Linked DNA regions of Macaca mulatta: region 2 is linked to region 1. Evidence: chromatin contacts called from public Hi-C data. All regions are on one chromosome and are shown on one strand. Each heading gives the region's core, a stretch centred on a gene start, on an enhancer-like site or on the middle of the called end of the contact. The rest is flanking DNA. Distances are from core to core; before and after follow the strand shown. Region 1 has its middle 52 kb from the start of ACOT11. Region 2 holds the start of SSBP3 (single stranded DNA binding protein 3).

Region 1 (6,700 bases), core at 2,292-4,791:
GCGGAGCTTGCAGTGAGCCGAGATCGCGCCACTGAACTCTAGCCTGGGTGACACAGTGAGACTCCGTCTCAAAAAAAAAATAAAAATAAAATAATAATAATAATTAGCCAGGCATGGTGGCGGGCACCTTTGTCCCAGCTACTCAGGAGAGAATTGCTTGAATCCAGAAGGCAGAGGTTACAGTGAGCTGAAATCATCATGCCAGTGCACTCCAGCCTGTGCAACAGAGCAAGACTCTGTCTCAAAAAAAAAAAAAAAAGTCATTTCTGTATCCCCAGAACACTCTCCCTCTTGAAACCAGAGGGAGAGTGTTCCCAACATGCAGTCCAGCCCAGGGCTCAGGGCCCGCTGTGGCTCCCAGTGATCTGCACACGGAAGTCCCGGTGCTTTAGGCCAACACACAGGGACCACCTGGACCTGCCTCCCTCCAGCTTTATCTCTCTCTACACCTCAGCTACACTCTTATCACTGCCCTAGGAGTCATGCTCTCTCAGAACTATGCCTACCCACCACGCTCCCTCTCTCTGGAGTCTTCCCCATTTACCTCTACTCCTCTCTCTGCACTCAGCACAAGCCCCCTCTCCTGCAGGAAGTCTTCCCTGATTTCCCCCCAGGGTGGGTAAGGGTCCTCTTAAGACCCCATTCTGCTATAATCATTCAGTGACCAGGCCGGGGGTCTCCCCCACAGGTCTGTGGGCTGTTTGCAGGGAAGGACTGGAGTTATTCACCTCAGTGTCCCCAAGGCTGGGCAGGACCTGACCGATGACGTGTGTGAGCCCAGGGAGCATGGCAGGCTCCAGAAGTCACATGCAATGTCACCAGGACAGAACATCTGTGTCAGGGAGAGACTCCAAATGAGGCTGCACAGGCGGGCAGGCCCAGGTGCCAGAGGGTTGGCCATGAGGGCAGCAGAAGGCCGGGCTTCACAGGAGAGGTTCCCAGTGTTGGAGGAAGGCCTGGAGGGGACAGTTTAGAGCCCCTGGGAGATCAGAAGGCAGTGGCTGAGGAAACCGGACGAGAGATATTTAAGGGGAGAAAGGCCCAGACTTGATGCCTGACTGCTCGTGGGCAGTGAGGGAGAGGGAGGTCTCCAGATGACTCCCAGAGCAGTTCCCCTGGTCTCTAGGGACAGGGAGGAGGCTAGCAGCAAGCTCGGACACCAGTTACCTTGGACACAAATAACCCCTAGGGACTCTGCCCCCGCCAGCGCAGAGCTGCAGCCTCTGACAGCGCCTCAGCAGCAGCCAGCAGCCCCCCACGCCCCGTCTTCCCCAGGGGTTGACTTGACGCTCTGCTGGCTCCGTGCCCACCGCTCCCTCCCGCAGTCAGCTCTGCGCCTGCCAGGAGAGGAGAGAAGGGGAGGGGAGACGGGAGGGGAAGGAGGGAGGGGCGGCCGCAGGAGCCCTGCAGGGAGGGAGGAAGGGAGGGCAGGAGAAAGCTAGCCTGCAGACCCCAACCTAGAAGGGAAGGAGAGGAGCGGGCATGGCAGACCAAAGAGGCGGGGCCGTACAGTGTCACCCCCGACTGGGAGTTGCCAGACGCCTTCTCCATCCTCTTGCTACCAACCATTCTAGAGATGGGGGAGCTGAGGCCCAGAGATGGCAGCTGTTTAGAGGCCAAGAGCCCAGATTTCAGCAAACTCAACCCTGCTGTTGGATTACCCCTGCCCCACCACCAGTCTGGAGCAGCCACCTCCACCCAGGTCTGGAAGGGATGACTGTAGAATACCATAGGGCCCCAGAGCAGAAAGCTGGCCTGCTGATTGACCCTAAGGTTCAAGTCCCCCAAGTTCCTATGGTCTAGAGGGTTGGAAAAAAAGATGGGCTGTGTGAGCCCAGGGACCATGGCAGGCTCAGAGACCCGTGGGAGAAATTCTGAGCAAGTCGAGACCTCTCTGATTTCTCATTTGTAAAATGAGAGCGGTGATGCCTCTCTGATAGGGAGCCATCAGTGTCAGAGGAATCAAAGAGGGCTCCGTGAGCACCAAAAAAGCCACAGGTCCCCAGATGACAACCAGGAGGACTAGGTTCAAACTCCATATCCCTGAGCAAATCATTCCCGTCTCTGGGCCTCAGTTTCCCCAATGCACAATGAGGGGACTCAGTCAATGATCTTAAGTTCCCATCCATCACTGAGAGCTTATGGGAAACTGTCTGCCGAAGTTTTAAATTCTAGAGCAAAAATACAAACCCTACTACCATATCTCCCCAGCTCCCTGAACTGGCACTTGAAGGCTCTCCTCTGGCCTGTCAGTGGTCTGCCAGGGGATCACGGTAGCCCCGCCCGGGTACTCCCCGGCTCCGCTGGCCGGTGAAACACAGTGGGCCAAAGTAAAGTGCCTGGTCCCAGGGCTAGACCCGAAACTCCAGACCCCTCGCCGCCCCAGCTGCAAACCTGCCGTGGCGGCCCCTAGGGGGCAGTGTTGCCCCGAACTTGGGCCGCTGCCGCCACTGCCCCCGCCCGGCCCAGCGCCGGGAGAATACTTGAGTTCTGGGAATGTTGGACAACCCCTCCACCGCCCGGCACTCATACCGCCCCCCGCTGCCGGCCCCAGCCCGGGGGCTCCCGCGCTGCGCGCAGCCGGCTCGGTGCGGACTTGCTGCTGGCTCCCCACCTCTCCTAGCCGTACTTCTGGGGACAGGGTTTTTGTCTGGGGTTGGTTTTTCTTTTTTTTTTGGCCGGGGTTGGGAGCAGGCATTCGGCTCGGGCTGCCTGCGCGGACTAGGATGTCTGAGCTCAGAGACTCGTGGGAGAAATTCGAGGGGCGAGGGGGCTTGTTCTTCCAATAACCTGTCAGCTGCTTCCCCTGTCTCCCCTTTAACCCCGTCACCCCTCCCCGATGTCTGATGGGCATCCACCCAGTACCACCTACCCCAGATCCATCTCCGGGGATCCCCCAAGCCTGCCAGGAAGCGCCCCAGAGTGGGGGTTGCTGCAGTGGGTGATGTTTCCACCCCACCACCAGCCTCGCTTCCCCAGCTCAAACCCAAGCCCAGGGGCTAGGACACAGCCACGATCCGAAGGGTAGCGTTTTGTGGGGGGCGACTCCTGCTGCGAATTTCCCCCAACCCCCAGCCGTGAGCCGTAAAGTCAGGGGCTGGAGCATAGACCGTAAAGGGGAAAAGGAGGAAACCCCCATTCAAGTTTGGTCCAACGGTTTCATGGGGAGGGGGGCAAGTAGGAAGAATTTTTAAGCCCCGAACCCACAAAGCAGACTTTTTTAAAAATTATAATTGAAAACATCTCGAAGGGCCGCCAGAAGCGGGCCCGCTCCCCGCTCCCCGCCCCAACCCCCTTTCCCGCTCCCCGGAGTCCGATGAAGTCATGATAAGTAGGCTGCAAAAAGAAAAAAAAAGTGGGGGGTTGGCTGGGGGGTGGGGGCACAGGGGTCCCAGGCTAGGGCCCCGCACAGTCACAGTTTGGATACTATGGTTACGCGATCCGACCCAAACAGCGAAGGTGGACAACAATAGCGGCCGCCAGAGGAGGAAATTCCTTCCGGGGTGGACGGCGCGGGGGGAGGGGAGCCTGGCTGGAACGCCGAGGTGGCGGCTCGGCCAATCAGCGCGCGGCCGCCGGCGGTTTCAAGGTGCCCCGCGCCGCGCGCCCCCACCCCCCCGCGCGCTCCGCTCGGGCGCTGGAATTGCTGAGACGTTTCCCTGCACGCGTCCGGGTAACCCTGCGGAGGCTGCTGCCCCGGCCGACGCCGCTCCCCCAGCGCCGCCCCCCGTGCCAAGCCCACAGCCCGGGGAAGGCCGAGAGTGGCGCTGCAGGAGTTGCTTGCCCTCGAGGGAGATGGGGGGAAAAATCCCTACAAACCACCCCCTTTCTATGTGTTTGGTTCCTACACAAGCCTGTTTTCTATTTTAAAGCATGTCTCAAGAAAAAATGAAAGGGAGAGAGACAAGGAGAGAGAAGGTCCACCGACAGCTCTAGAAGCCTGGGAGGACCTGACCCCTGCCTCCCGGTCTCCGAGGCTGTTATATAATAAGTTGGGTTATTGATTTTGGCGGTGTTGCCCGGGCATCCGGGATGCAGAGGTCCAAGGACAAAGCTGCTATCTAGAACCCCCTCACCACCACCAAGTTCATGTGACCTGGCTTGCAGTGGTCTCATCGAAACCAGGGGCTCCCCTTCGCCGGCATCTGGGTTATTTATGCGGTGCCGAGTGGGGTAGCCGTTTCTCCCCCACCTGCCAGAGATTCTGTGGCCCAAGGCCCCCTCTTTTGGAAGCCCCAGACTGGCTCTCAAGCCTCTATCCCGGCGGCCAAACCCTCAACCGCGCCTCCTCTCTCTCTTGCTCTCCTGCCAACTACTCAACGCCGGCATGCTGGGCACTGCGAGCGCCACATCGATCCTGTTCCTTTTTTAAGCCCCTAAACCAGGTTTCTGCTTTCTGATGCCTTCTGGGCACAGGGCTTCGATGAGGAGCACAGGCCGTTTTATTCACCGCCTATTACGAGACACTTCTCTGGAAGGATCTAATGTTCAAAAAGTATTTTTGCCTCTCCACTCTCTCTCTCTCTCTTCATATATAATGGGGATAGCCCTAATTCTCCCGTTCCTCGTGTGTCTCTTTATAAATAAATAATGCGATTTTATTAATTATGCACGTACAGTATCTCCAAGCAGATTGCTGTGTCTCTTGATGCTTAACAAAAAAAAAATTTAAAAAAAAAAAAAGGAAAAACCCCCTACACTTAAAGCTGTTTTTCTCCTACTGCAAGCAAACAAAAACTTCAAGGGGCCATATGTCCTCAAAAGGGGGAGAGGAAGACAGAACTTGGGGAGAGTGTGGGCAGGAAGAATCTAAAGGGGGTCCTGTGCAGGTTTTCAAGGCAGCTAAAGATGGATTTCAAGTCGCCTGCTTCATGCTTGTGATTGAGCTGCGGGTCTGAAAACATACCAAGGTTCACTTGGGTATTTATGCGCTAAGGAGGGATGGGCAGCTGCTAATGGTAAACAGGAAACCAGTGAGAAGAGAGCTGGCGGCAGCCCAGTCCCTCTCTCAATTCGGTGCCCCTCCTCAGAGCCCCTGAACCCCTGAGCTCTCAAAACACACTTGGTTTCTGTGCATTTGTGCATCAACAATCTCCTGAATGCCCAACATAATTCCTGGCACATAGTAAGGGCTCAACAAATATTTGCACATTGAATGAATGGAGCGTGGAAAACAGAAAGGGGTTGGGAATAGGCTAGGTCTTGGGACCCCAAGCCTAGGAGGGGCAGAAGTTGGGGCTTTTTCCCTCAGACAATTTGGGAAGTGGGGAGCCTGAAGCTTTCTGGCCAAGGAAGTGACAGAACAGAGCTGAGTGTTAAAAAGCAAAGAGACCAGAGGGCAGAGAGAGGTGCAGTAAAACCAGCAACGTTAAGCAGAGTTAGTGTGGCCAGGGAGGAATGGACACAGTCAGAGATGGTGAGGTGGGGTGTGGTGGGGTGGGGGCTCCTCAGTCCCTTTAGTACATGCAGATGAGGGAGTGGGAGGGGGTCAGAAGTGAGCTTTGATTTGAAACATTGTGGTTGCCTGGCGGGTGCAGTGGCTCACGCCTATAATCCCAGCACTTTGCGAGGTGGGTGGATCATCTGAGGGCAGGAGTTCTAGACCAGCCTGACCAACATGGCAAAACCCTGTCTCTACTAAAAATACAAAAAAAAAAAAAAAAATTAGCTGGGAGTGGTGGGGGCGCCTGTAATCCCAGCGTCTTGGGAGGCTGAGGCAAGAGAATCGCTTGAACCTGCTTGGGAGGTGGAGGTTGCAGTGAGCCGAGACTGTGCCATTGCACTCCAGCCTGGGCGACGGAGCCAGACTCTGTCTCAAAAAAAAAGAGAAAGAAAAAAAGAAAAAAGAGACACTGTGGTTCCAGTTCTGAATAGCAAGGCTGTGTGGGAATAGGGATTGAGGGGTGCAGAGATGCGATGCAGTCTCCTATAGAACAGGCACCCAGGCACCAGAGGCTGACTTTTTTTTTTTTTTTTTTTTTTTTGAGATGGAGTCTCGCTCTGTCACCCAGGCTGGAGAGCAGTGGCACAACTGAGACTGAAATTTTAAAAGCAGAAAAAAATAAGAGACCCCAGAGGAGGCACATGAAACTGCCCACAGAGTAATTTGTCCAGCGAAGACCCAGAGGGGCAGCCATGGGTCCCAGGGCAAGGCAGTGCCCAAGCTGGCACATGTTTTTTGTACTACTCCCACCGCACAGAGCAGAAACAGTTTTCTCACACCGCCTGGGGCAGACCAAGCTTCCTGACAAAAGGGTTAATTAAACTGGGCGTGTGTTGCGCAAGTTCAAAAATTATTTTTTTTAAAGGGAGAAGTTCTGGATGCCATTTCTCCTGCTTGTGAGAGGTCCATATATCACTGAGGAGTTAAAACATAAAATAAAATTGTGCTGGCTGTGGTTACCACAAAGCTATCAAGCTGGGTCTTGTTGCCGGAGCCCTGGCATCTGCTGTGTAATTTGGGGAGCACTTAGTCTCCCAACCGTGGGTGGGGGCAGTCTCCTGACTTCTCCCTTTGTATCCTCCTAATTAAAAAGAATTAGGATCTCTTTCCATGTGTGTTAAAGAACATCTCTCATGCTAAGGAAAGGCAATGAGAGGCAAACACTAGAGGTCCCTGGGGGTTTGAGGAGGTGGTACCAGGATCTAGCATGAATCCACCTCAGCGAAGCCATGCCCTATCCTGTGACCTTGATCAAGG
Region 2 (6,573 bases), core at 88-2,587, 81 kb after region 1:
ATTTCCCATTGTACACCTGGGTCACTGACAATGGAAGCTTCCCCTCCCCCTACGCCTGACTCTCGTCCCCTACTCCCCAATTTAGCTCCATTTATTTGAAGTTTGCACATTTCTGTGGCGCGCATTCCGCGTCGCAGGCCGCCCAGGTGACGCCCCCCCATCCCCGAGTGGCACCCTTTCCCGTGGAGAAGCCGAAGGGCTAACTTGCCAGGACTGGCAAACCTTGGAAATTTGGGAGAAATCACTCTCGTTCCTCTTAGTTGAAGTCCCCTGTCCCCAACCCCCCCAGCTCCCCAAAGCACGCCAAAGGCCATTTTCGCGCGGCTCCACTTTGGGGTTTTCCAAAGTATTTTAATGATCTAGTAAAGGAGCAGCCGCGCGCCTCGGCGCCGGCTCGAGCCGCGCCGCTCTCAGCGTGGAGCCCCGGGCCCGGCGCTCGGAAGCTAGACTGGGCGAGAGTGAGGCCCGGGGGCGGGGCGGGCTGGGGGCCGGGCTGGAGTCTGGGGAGGGGCTCGGGGTCGGAGCCTAGGGGGAGGACTACCGAGAGGGAAGGGCGAGATAAGGGCTGGGCTGGCGCGGGCCGCGGCGGGGGGGAGGTGAGGAGCAGATAAGGGAGACGGACGTGGCAGGAGGGAGAGAGCGGCGACCGCTTGGGGGTCTGCGCCCCCTCCCACCGGACGCTGCCGCAGCGCCCCCCTAACCCCCAGTGGTCCACGCCGCGGGGAGCGCCAGTCAGATCCCCCTCCTCGCTGGGGCGAGGAGACCAGGGTGCCCCCAGCCCGATCCACGTCGTCCCCCGCCCCGGCGACAGAAAAGAGAGGCTCGCGCCCCCGGACGCCCCCAGTTCGCTCGCAGGAGCAGGCAGCGGCTCCGCGGAGGCGGCCGCAGCGGGGACTGCCGCGGCCGGCGCTGTCAGGGCGTCCCTCCCGGCCGGCCCGGGCCCGCCCCCGCGTGTGCCGATTGGTCGACGCGGCCATCCATCGCGGGACGTTGCCGCCCGCCTCGCTCCCTCGCCCGGGTAGCCACGTTCGGTTGAGCTCCAAGTAGACCAGCGGCGGCGGCGGCGGCGGCGGCAGCGGTGTTGGAGGCGCAGAGGGCGGCGCAGGCGGAGCCGGGAGGGCGCGCGAGCGAGCGGAGAGCGGGCGGCCGTGCGGGCGGCGGCGGCGGCACTCCAGGCCGAGCCGGCGCGGGAGGAGTTCCAGGGCGATGGGGCCGCGGCCGGGGCTGACGCTTTGACAGCTGGAAAGAGCGCGGAGCCAGCGCCTGGGGGGGAGGGAGGGGAGCGCGGCGAGGAGAGCGCCAGCGAGCGAGAGAGCGAGCGAGCGCCGGGGAGGGGGCCGGGAGCGAGGGGCAGCTCGGGAGAGCCGGAGCGGTAGCGGCGGCGGCGGCGGCGGCGAGGCTCGGCGCCCTCTTCCCTGCAAACCATGTTTGCCAAAGGCAAAGGCTCGGCGGTGCCCTCGGACGGGCAGGCTCGGGAAAAGTAAGCCCTATTTTGCAAGTGGCGGCCGCGCCGCCGCCGGGCTGCGGGCGGGCGGTGGGAGGCAGGTGGGCGGGCGGGGGCCGGGGGCTGCTGCGCCCTCTGGCCCCCGGGTCCAGGCGCCGCCTGCCTGGCCCCTTCCCCGAGGCCGGGGCGGGCGGCGTGGGAGAACCCATTGTTGGGAGCCGGCGGAGGTTGGGAGATCGGGGAAGGGGCGGCGGGGGGAGCCGCCGGAGGAGGTACTTGGTGGCCGTGGCGCGGGCCGGGCGCGGGGCCCCGCGGTGAGTGGTGGGCGAGGTCCCGCCAGCGAGCCTGGACGCTCGCTCCAGCCGGGCGCTCGCCGCGGTGGCCGCACTTTGCCCACCGGGCGCGGGCAGGGGGCGCGTGGCTTCTGCAGCCCCGAAGCCTCCTTTTGTCCGCCGGCGGCGTGAGGAGTGCGTGCCGGGGGCTTTGTTCGGCCGGGAGCGCTCTCCCTTCCCTGCCCTCGTATTCGTCACTGGGTCCGCGTCCTCGGACGCCGGGCTAGGCAGCGACGGTGGCGCCGGCTTGGCCCCAGACTTGGGGCACAGTTGTTTGGGGGGAGGTGACGAGGGTGGTGCTTTGCTGCCCTCTCTAGAGCGCGCCAAGCACCCGGAGTCCAGGGCTGAGTCTCCCTGGACCTCCAAAGCCGGGGAGAGCGTAGCGAGGACTGGGTCGGGAAAGGCAAGGTGGCTGTGGGGTCGAGTGGCTTGCGAGTTTGAGGAACCTAGGTGGGTTTGTCCCCGACGCGACTTGGAAGTTCAAGTTTGGGGCTGCTCTCCATCCCTCACTGCTTGAGGTAACGCGTTCCCCGGTCCCCACCCCCTAACTGTTCGCACCTGGCGGCCCTGTTTGGGGTTAGCTAGCTGCTTACCTCTGGTCGGGGCCACAATGGGACGGCGCAGACAGGGCTCAAAGCCTGCTGGCAAGGTCCTGGAGAGCGCCGGTGGGATCTGACTCCTTCCCCTCTCTCTTTGCTCCCTGCCCACTTTCCAGGTTAGCTTTATACGTCTACGAATATTTACTGCACGTAGGAGCACAGAAATCTGCACAGACCTTCTTATCGGAGGTGAGTGGGACTCCCCCCAGCATCCAATTTCTTGACACCCCCCTCCCCACTATTCTTAGAGCCTTTGTTTTCAGGAGCAGCCACTGTGGCCACCATTTTGAATTTTTATCACCTTTTGGCATTTATTGTTAGTTGGTCTTCCCAGCCTTTTGGCTCTAGGAAGCCCCCAGCCCACCCCGTGTCTACTCCTCTAAGCTGCCTCCGCTCTTACCTTTCCAGATTCGATGGGAAAAAAACATCACGTTGGGAGAACCGCCTGGGTTTTTGCACTCGTGGTGGTGGTAAGTTTGTGTGATAGTTTTGCATGTGTGTTTGTTTTGTTCTGAGCCCTGGGTCCAAGTGAACAAAGAAGGGAGGCCTGGAGCAGGCCCTCCACCCTGTGGCCCTCCGCGTTGCACAGAGCGGGGCACCTCGAGGCACTCCGGCCCAGCTGGCCAAGGAGGAAAAGGGCAGAAGAGGATGCTACCTGAAGTTTTGGGGAAAAACGACAAAATAATCTGTGATGTTGGGGTAGAAACTCCTTACTTTTACATCTCACTCTGGGGCTCTAGGCAAGGGTTTGAAAAAACATTGGAGGATTTTTGTCAATTCTGCATGTTGCTTTAATTAGAGGAGTGGGGGTGGGGCGGCGTGGAGGGGATACCAGGTCTGTTTTACAATTAGCCTGTCCGTTCCTTTTTCTCCTCGGAGCTTACAACCTTAAGATAGGACATCTACGGGGCTTTTTCCAGGCACCCTGAGAAAAAGCAAGAAAGGGCTGCCACTTCCTTTAAAGATACTGATTCAGACTGACTGGTCCTTCCTTTCCTCTGGGAGCTCCCCGCCCCCCTCCCCCACTAAAACCACAAAGTGTTGTTTTAGGCAGAACCTTAACTGGTCAGAGTCGACCTCACAGTGTCTGTAGTTAGGGGCTCCCACTCTCTGTGACTCTCTTACCAGGTCTCTGTGTCCTTTGGGTGTGGGGCCACCGCAGGTTTGGTCTCTGTTGGGTATACGACAGCCAAGAGGGAGCTTAGGGTCAGCCGGACCCAGTTGCCCTAAGTGTATGACCCCGGTGTTTTGTGCCACTGACTGGTGGAGTCTTTAACATCCTTTTGAAACAGAAAAGAAAGCAGAGTGGCTTTTGATACTTTGATGGAGTTCAACAAAACGGTGTGTCCTGTCTCATGTCTGTTGGCATCTTAGCGGGTTTACCTGCCAGCTCAGGTTACTGTTCTAAGTCTTAGAACAGCAGGAGGATGAAGTGTCTGTTCTAACTTGTGCAGAGAAAATGAGTTTTTAATTACTTCTGCCAACCTCGGAACTGCAGGTCTTGGAGGCATTAGTGTGGCGGAAGGATTCCACCTGTAGGAGTGGGTGATAGGTTTTCTGTGGCTGTTTTTGGAGGGAGTGTGTGGATGGGGTTGGCAGCTCTGATCGGCTTGGATCTTGTAGAAAGTTAGGCTTATGATTGAAGGTTACTTAGGCTTATGAGTGAAGGCGCTGGGGAATATGTAGTGTTGGAAACCTTTAACGTGTGGAGGAGGTAATCAGATGTGTACAGTTCCAGAAGACAGAAAGAAATGTTCTTTAGCCCCTCTCTGCAGCTAGTAGAAGTCCCTGATTTTCCTGTTATATCCAGGAGCTCCTGAAACTTCTCCATCCTTATCTCAGGCATAGGAACGTAGAGTCTGTTGTGTGAGGCCCGGGCGATGGTGGCTTATGAGTGGCTGTGGTCCTGTTTGGTAGAAGTTGGTTCCTGCGATTTGACACTGAGCAAAATGACCCAAGGAGGAAGCAGTGGAGCTTGTCTGGTGAGGGGCAGGCTGCATTATTCACACACCTTGAGTGAGATGCTTGTCTGATGACTTGCAGAGCTGCCTGTTTGTGACGAGGACAAGAGCATTGGACCAGGAGTCGGACTTTGGTTTTGGTGCCCACTTTACCCTTTAAGCTGGTTCTGTCCCTGGGCCTTGGGCTCCTGATCTGGAGAGTTTCTTAGGTCCCTTGTTAATAACAGTGACAACTCCGTCTTTGAATAGGGCTTTATTGGTTGACATAGGACTTGTATGTCTGTTCTCGTACAAAATGTTGGAGTGACCCTACAAAATCTTTAGTGGGGGATGAGGCAGGCATTTCTGGGCTTGCTTCCTTCTTCCCTTTGCTGACAGGTGCTTCTCTGAAGAGGGCCCTCTACTGCAGTGTGAAAGGACCAGATACTTGGATGTCCATGACCTGTCCTTTGCCTAACTGATTTGTGTTTTTTGGTGCGTGGAGGGAGGAGTGGTTCTTGCATAAGAATTCCTTGGGGGAGGGCTTGGGTGGGAGTGGGGGTGGGGTGGGAAGGGTGGAGGTGTGGGCTCTGGGATTAAGAACCTGTAAAATTTCCTTTATTGACAGAGTCTCTCCTAGATTGCTGGATGTATGAATCATAGTTATGTCCTGACTTTGGCACTTGAACCTTTTTTAGGATATGCAGCCATTTTGGTTTGGGTGGTGAAAAGAAAACAGATGAGACCAGTATGGGTTCTCATCCACATTTGCGTTCGTCCTCCTAGGGCATCCATGAGTGGGTTCTACTAACCCCTTTGAGCTTCAGTTGCCCCCTGTGTAAAGTGGAGAGAAAATTGCCTACCTTATAGTCTATGGTAGACACAAGTAATACGGGTGTGAGGCATCGGGCACGCAGTAGGTATTTGATATATAAGAACTATTACTCCCATTACTAATGGCTGACTTGCCAGAAAAAGTTGGACGTGTTCTGTTTTTTAGGCTGTTTGCCCAGTGAGAGCTGATAAGGTGGGATTGAGCCTTTGGGAGACCTAGTACTGTTAGCGCCATGCATTGTGCACTTGCCGTTGTGTACACAAGTAATAATTAGTAACCTGACCTTATTGTATTTTCCTCCTTGCAGTGTATTTTGGGACCTTTACTGTGCCGCTCCTGAAAGGAGAGACACTTGTGAACATTCGAGTGAAGCAAAAGCCTTTCATGATTATGTGAGTAACACATTTTTAATCCTAGCAATAATTATAGGGTTGGATAGCTCTAAGTTCTCTAGTACGAAAAGCAAATACACAGCCATTTGGCAGTGGTCTTTATTTTCTTCTTGCCTTTCTTTCTGTTCCCCTGCCCACCTCTCTGCAGCCCTCCCCATGGTACTCTTCTCCAGCAGTGTTTTGACTTGGTGAACGGTGTTTCATAATGTTGTGATTGTGAAAAATTGTGTAGCTATCTATGTGGAGAATTAAATGGTGTTGTACAGGACTCAGAACTATGTGAGACTTACGTTAAGAGTGGACAGTTAGCTGAGAGGGGACTAAGCCTCTTTAGTGTTGGTTTCAGAAGAAATTGTAACAAACGAAACCCAGTATGAAACTTGTGTTTTGGAGTTGAATGAGAATTTGGTGGAATGGAACTTTCTTGCTCTGCTTTCCAGAGAGCGATCTTTCAAATTATGGGGGTGTGTGTGTGTGTGTGTGTGTGTGTGTTTGGTGTGGGTGGGCATACTGTATCCACTAAGAAGATTTGTACTCTGAGATCATCAGCTAGTTCATAATCTTGTGGCCAAAATATTCTTGTGAAGATAGTTAACATCATCAGATTGTAGTTCTTTTTACCCTATTATTCACTTTCTACCTGGATGAGTTTCTTAAGATTTATGAAATTATTACGAGAGAGTTGTCTGCCATCTATTCATCTCCCATAGCAGTCCTGTTCAGGAAAAACAAACCAACCCAGGTTTCAAACCTGGATTGGAGTCACACATGAAGATCCGATGAAATAGGTTAGGACCCATCTTGGGGAGATGGAAGAGGATGTGTCTGAAGGTCTTCCATAGCCTCCATTCAGTTCTGCTTGCTGACCCTATAGATGGTTAAGCATGTCCATATAGCAGGTGATCTAATTGGTCGTTAGGTCCCACCTGCTTGGGCCAGCCATCTGAGTTCCCTGTACGTGGAGGTTGAAATTGGCTGGGATACCAGACCCATTTGGTTGTTTCACAAGTGGTCAAATCCCATGATCACCA

Evidence for each region. A called contact is a pair of places that touch in the nucleus more often than the background predicts.
Region 2: a Hi-C map of fetal cortex germinal zone shows a contact between it and region 1, with 9 times the contacts expected there. The contact joins the promoter of SSBP3 here to the enhancer-like site in region 1. A contact is called at or near these places in 9 of 14 Hi-C or Micro-C datasets (CD4 T cells, blood, cortical neurons and 6 more).

Annotation. Positions count from the first base shown.
Region 1 is chr1:186,116,525-186,123,224 of T2T-MMU8v2.0, forward strand. No RefSeq gene overlaps it. Among named protein-coding and RNA genes, the nearest start is that of ACOT11, 52 kb to the left of the region's middle. Within about 2 kb of position 3,542, at least 28 of the 40 cell types and tissues checked have an H3K27ac peak or open chromatin away from gene starts, as enhancers often do. A contact at or near this core is called in CD4 T cells, blood, fetal cortex germinal zone and 1 more, where this site is marked.
Region 2 is chr1:186,199,873-186,206,445 of T2T-MMU8v2.0, forward strand. SSBP3 (single stranded DNA binding protein 3) reads left to right here and starts at 1,338. Exons shown (of 18, transcript NM_001261084.1): 1 at 1,338-1,480; 2 at 2,492-2,564; 3 at 2,784-2,845; 4 at 5,458-5,542. The coding sequence starts at 1,425.